Regions from separate parts of the Siniperca chuatsi genome. Here region 1 is linked to region 2. A link is a contact called in public Hi-C data. All regions are on one chromosome and are shown on one strand. The core of a region is the stretch at or near the end of the contact, and the rest is flanking DNA. Distances in the headings are between cores, read along the strand shown.

Region 1 (2,700 bases), core at 90-2,589, 48 kb after region 2:
TTTGAATAGATGAGCGTCCCCATTTGGAGGGTAATTGGGGAGTATGAATGGATGATTACTGTGGTATTTTGTGTTTCACTCTTTAGCCATGTTCAGCCCTGTATTTATTCCCTCCATTCCATTGTGTTTGTGTTTATATCTCAGGGCAGAGTAGACTTGGACTGAATCCCCCACTCTGTGAAGGAACAACTGTGTAGATCTTAAGAAAAATGATTTGACTGGTGGGCATGTAAAAGTCAACCTAACATTCACTATAAAAAAACAACAACCCCAAAACAATAATACTTTTCTGCACAATGTTTGCCCATTTTAGACGGCAAGTTTTCCACTCACAATCACTTTCATGCACTCTGTCACCCACACACACACACACGCACACTCCTACATCCACACACCACCTTTCACCCTCCGGTGGTACCCCACAGCGCCCCTGGGATCCCTTTAGATGCCAAACACTAAACATGGCCTTTCTGGGAAGTCATTGTTACTGTTATTTATAGGGCACAGTGGTGCTGGCAGAGGGGAGCAGGGGAAGAGGGAAAGAAAGTCCTCCTCTGTGTATTTTTGTGGCGCCTGTGTATGTGTGTGTGTGTGTGTGAAAGACAGTGAGAGAGAGAGAGAGACATTGTGGTTATATATGCACCATAGGGTTTTGCCTGTGGCTCTCGCTGATATTTATAAGTCATGTTTGGTACCAGAATATTTTGGGAGTCTCCCCTGAGACCCCTGAGATAATATGTTGGTCTTGTTCCATGATCCGTATACTCCCCTTGTTATTCTCCCACCTCGCTCTCTCTGACACACACACACACACACACACACACACACACACACACACACACACACACACACAGCCTGTCTCAAGTGATAGGATGGACTTCATCGCATTATAACCAGAGAAAAGAGTGATGGATTTCAATTGTTGCCACTAAATTTTGGGGGGAAAGCTTGTGGAAAACTGTGTTTTAGCTACTAGTGGTCCCCTTATGTTTCAAAATAACAAGTTGCTCATTGATTTTGATTCATCTCACAGTGTAGAAGAGTAAAACATAACACGAAGAAAAAACGTACCCGTTTACGTATTTTCTTACTTCCTTCATCTGTCTGTCCTCTCTTCACTTTCATTCTGTCTGTTTCCTTCTGGGCCTTAATGTGTTGGGTTTGTGTCCTCTGTGTGTCGGAGCAGCTTCTTCACTTGTATCCATAAATCATGAGTCATTGTTCGAGTGAACTGCTGAGTCACGCTTTGCTTCTATGGACTTCCTGGCCTCAGTGGCCTCTAATCCGGTCCCTGTGTTTGTTTGTGTGTGTGTGTTTGTTTGTGTGTGTGTGTGTGTGTGTGTGTGTGTGTGAGAGCTATGAATGTGCAATGATTGTGACATATTTGCAGCCTTGTCTGTGTTTGCCTCTCGTACAATAATATTTATAATAGAGCACACTGACATTTAAGATCTAGTATTTCAATCAAACAGTTCCAGGAACTTAAAGCTGTAGGAACCAAAAAGTCAGAACTTCTCAGTATTTCTTTTGCTTCTGTAGGACTGCGAAGATTAGGCAAATTAGACCAATAACGGTTTAAAAAACTACGATGTGGTATGAGACGTATGTCTTGCATACGAGACAGCAGTGATCATGATGTTCTTTGTCTTTCAGTGTCTGATGTTGGAAAGGAGACGTGCAGAGGTAGAAATGTTAAATTTAAAATGCCAGAAAGGCAAACGGCCCAAGTATAAAAGGACTGCTGAGTGTTTTTAAAGTAATTTTTCACTTCAGTACGTATCAGCAATGAACAAACGTTAAGGTGAACAAAAGTTAAGTTTCATTAAAGTTTCTACTGCTTGCTCATACTCCATACTCCATTCCTATCTCTTGCTTTTATATACTGCGGCACAACTTTATGATATTTCCATCCATAGTCACGATATTGACAGCAGGAACAGTTGCAGTTTTGAGTCGTGTGTTTGCCCAGTTAGCAACATTCAGAACAGCAGGGTCAATGTTCTTGCGTCGTAAGAAAGCCATACCTCAGCAACGGGGACTTTTTTGGGGTCAGAAACTACGACCTATAGGAACTAAAACCAGAACTAGGTTCCTGTGAAAATGCATGTAAAGTTCCTGAGTTCCAGGAAAAATTCCTGTAGTGGGGGAAAAAAGGCTGTAATAGAAGAGTGCATGTACGTGTTCAAAACCAGGCTGACTTGTTTGTGTTTCTGTGACTTGTTTGTTTGAATCTGCCTCAAGGTTTTTAATGCATCTATCCACTATCTTTGTTATTTACCTTTTTGCTGTCATACAGCCTAACACAGCAGTTGTAAGACACAACAGAGTCACACATTATTAAGGGAATCAGCTATTTTATTATCATAATAATGCCGTTCCTGTTTAGCATGACCCAAAAGTGGAGTTTCACTGGTAATGGTGCGATTCTGGTTTCTTATTTCTTATATATTTTCTAATTTATTTATTTTCTTATTTTTTAGTCTTCATCAATTTATGCTGGGCATATATTATATAAAGCATGTAGGAGCTTTGTGAAGTGTGTAGCTGCAAACTGCTAGCAGAGTCTTGTCTTATTGCTGTCCTTGTGTCTTGTGAACATGAAAGGAGAAAGTTGGTTAAAGCGAGATCCAAATGGCCGCAAATATCACTTTTCTTGAGATTTTCTTTTATTGTTGCCTTAAGAGTTTTTACAGTGAAGGT
Region 2 (2,700 bases), core at 186-2,685:
GTTTATTTTGTCTGAAATGTGTCACGTGTGTTTGTGTCAGTTTAGAGAGATCCGGATGTCTGTGCACTGTGCCAACATATCTGTGTCAATCAGTATTATTTAGAAGAAATCTTATTTTTGCAAAATACTTTAACATAGAGTAGTATGAGGAATAGATTTATATTTTTGTTATATAGATATAATTATGTTGATGAAAAAGTAACATTTGTGTTTTTGTATATATTTTTTATTTTATTTTATGGAGGTTTTTTTCCCCTCTTACCATGCAGCCATGTTGAGTTGCTTGTGAAAATGTTTTGGATGTTGTCACAATGTAAAACTAACTGAAAACAGCCATTAAAAAAGTCATGCAGCCTGTCATGAGTGCCTTTACGTCAGTCAGACTCTAATGAATGTATATTTTCCCCTTCTTTTTCACAACACAGCATAAACTTTGACTCTCTCTGTCCTCTCAGCTTGGTCAGACCAATGAAAGGCTGATGTATTTGGCAAGGTGGCTAACAACATTTGTAGCCAAATGAAACGTTAACACAGTTTCACCTGGTAACATGACAGTGTCTGGTAGAGATTTCCTTGGAATTTAGTGGGCAAAATTCATATCCCAAAACTTGAATCTGAGCTTCCAAACTGAACAAAGATAAACTTAAATATTAAAAACAGCCAACAGTTGGTGAATATGTAGTGAAAATACTTTGAAGCATTTCTATATGGTTAATTGCTTAAAATTGTGTAGGTAATTTAGCAAAAGTCCTATCAAATTATAAAAACAACTGAATCCCGCTTGTAGACGGAGTCATTGTGATTGATTGTGATTTCGCTTGATTTAAGCTCCATTATCTACCACCAATGTGCGGACATTTTACAGGTCGGACTGTGGAGGGCGCTGCAGTCAGCGTCTGCTCTCCTCTGAGGGAATGAAACACAGAATTCCTCTCTGGAACAAAAGGACCTGTTGACCAGACAGCCTCATGGGAAGCACCACAGAGGGGTTATTGTGCATGAGTGAAAACTTTTTTTCTTTGCCCCCCCGACACTCACCAATTCACCAACACCATCATAACACACTGTGGTGTACAGAGCTATTGTTAAATATGCAGTTACCAATTTAGTGTTAAATCAAAGTGTATCATTCTCTGACTTCCTCTGTGAGCCTTTTCCTCTGATGACAGAAATACTGTAAACTGTATCTTGGAAATCAATAGTGTGTTTATAGTGATATCATCATAGGGATGTTTCTAAGTTTTACAAATATGCTGCAAGTCCAAAATGTTGTTCAAAAATGTGACAGTGCTACTGTCTTTTTCGCAAGGGAAAGGGCTATAATTACATCTATTTTGTCCACAGTATCTGCCTTCTCCTATCAAAAAAGAAAAAAGCTTTTCCTCTCAATCCCCGAGGGGGCTATGACAGCCCCTATACCCCTAGTCCCGCCCACCCCCTCTGCCCTATCTCAGGCATTAACATGCTAAAAACAACATAAGTCACGGAAAAGCAAATCATGCCAAAATAAGGAATCCACAAACAGTTTGGGAATTAATAGTGAATGATGCGTCGGGCCCGTGCAGGCGTGCTAACCTGGCGATGGGCAGAGGTTTAGAGACAGTATGGGATAACAATGGAAAAGTTGAGTTTGTGAACAGGTTGGGAAAGTTTGGGCCAAAAAAAAAATTGTAGCGCTTTTCCTCTTTGCACGGATGCGGTTTCGAGAATCGACAACATGTAAGTTTTGATAACACAGCAGCACTCATCTACTTACTCACTGAGCTATTTATCACTCATTAACCTCATTACTGTGCAGTCTGAAGCTTTGCCAACAATTAAGTTTTAAAAAGAGTGATTGTTGTTGGGTTTTCATGCCGTTAGGCTGCGTGGGGGAAATGGACCACAATTCCAAAAGGTGCTTGGATCTGTAGCCTAATATCCGTGGAGTTAAAATGTGTGTGTGTGAAATCTAACAAAGAAAGACATGAACAATGGCAGAAAGAGAGAGGAAGAATGCGGCTGTGTACCGCAGCGTCTCTTTCAAAAAGTTGGGGTCCTGGAGCGCCAACAGGAGTGAAGACCAACAACACAAATCAGAGGATCTGGAGGCAGCTGGCGTCGCCCTTCCCCCGGAGCCCAGCAAAGCAGAACAGACCCTGGCGACGCGTAATGTCAGTGTGTCAAGAAAAGTTTCCAAAATCTCTGCCACCACCGCCGGCCTCCCAACCGCAGATCCAAAGAGAGGCTCCTCCACTCCTCTCTCCTCTATTTCTCCATCCATCCGCCAACTCACTGAGAAGTTTAGCAGCAGCGGCTCCGCCGGCACGGATAGAGCCTCACCGGGAGACGGCGCAGCAGTGACGCGAGGGAGCAGTACTTTTCCACGGGCCAGGGGCTCCAGGAGAGACGGGTCTCGGTCTCGTAAATCTTTTCACGAGGACAGCGGTGGTGGATATTTCCAGGATAGTGATAATACTACTGCAGAGTCTCTCACAGACAACAAAGTGCAAAAGTTTCACTCTGGCACCGACTCTGTGTCAGGCTCGGACTCAGAGAAGAAAAGTGAGAAACAGATTTTTTCACGTTTATCAACCGACAGCAGCAGCAACTCTGGTAAGAGAGATTATTCACAGATCAATGCATGTCCCTCTGATCCCAAAAAGACTTTGACCACAGATGAGGAAGAGGATGTTACTGGTAGAGGGGTTCCTTCACCCT

What was found. Hi-C and Micro-C count contacts between places; a contact is called where the count stands out from the background.
Region 1: a Hi-C map of an unstated tissue shows a contact between it and region 2, with 2.3 times the contacts expected there. The contact joins the enhancer-like site here to the promoter of LOC122879463 in region 2. A contact is called at or near these places in 2 of 3 Hi-C or Micro-C datasets (skeletal muscle and an unstated tissue).

The regions. Positions count from the first base shown.
Region 1 is chrLG7:14,967,387-14,970,086 of ASM2008510v1, forward strand. All of the region lies in intron 2 of LOC122879463 (rho guanine nucleotide exchange factor 17-like), which reads left to right. Among protein-coding and RNA genes, the nearest start is that of LOC122879466, 3.3 kb to the left of the region's middle. Within about 2 kb of position 1,340, the one cell type or tissue checked has an H3K27ac peak away from gene starts, as active enhancers do.
Region 2 is chrLG7:14,919,268-14,921,967 of ASM2008510v1, forward strand. LOC122879463 (rho guanine nucleotide exchange factor 17-like) reads left to right here and starts at 1,436. Exons shown (of 25, transcript XM_044203578.1): 1 at 1,436-1,719; 2 at 1,864-2,700. The coding sequence starts at 1,974. LOC122879464 (P2Y purinoceptor 3) reads left to right here. Exons shown (of 3, transcript XM_044203583.1): 3 at 1-377.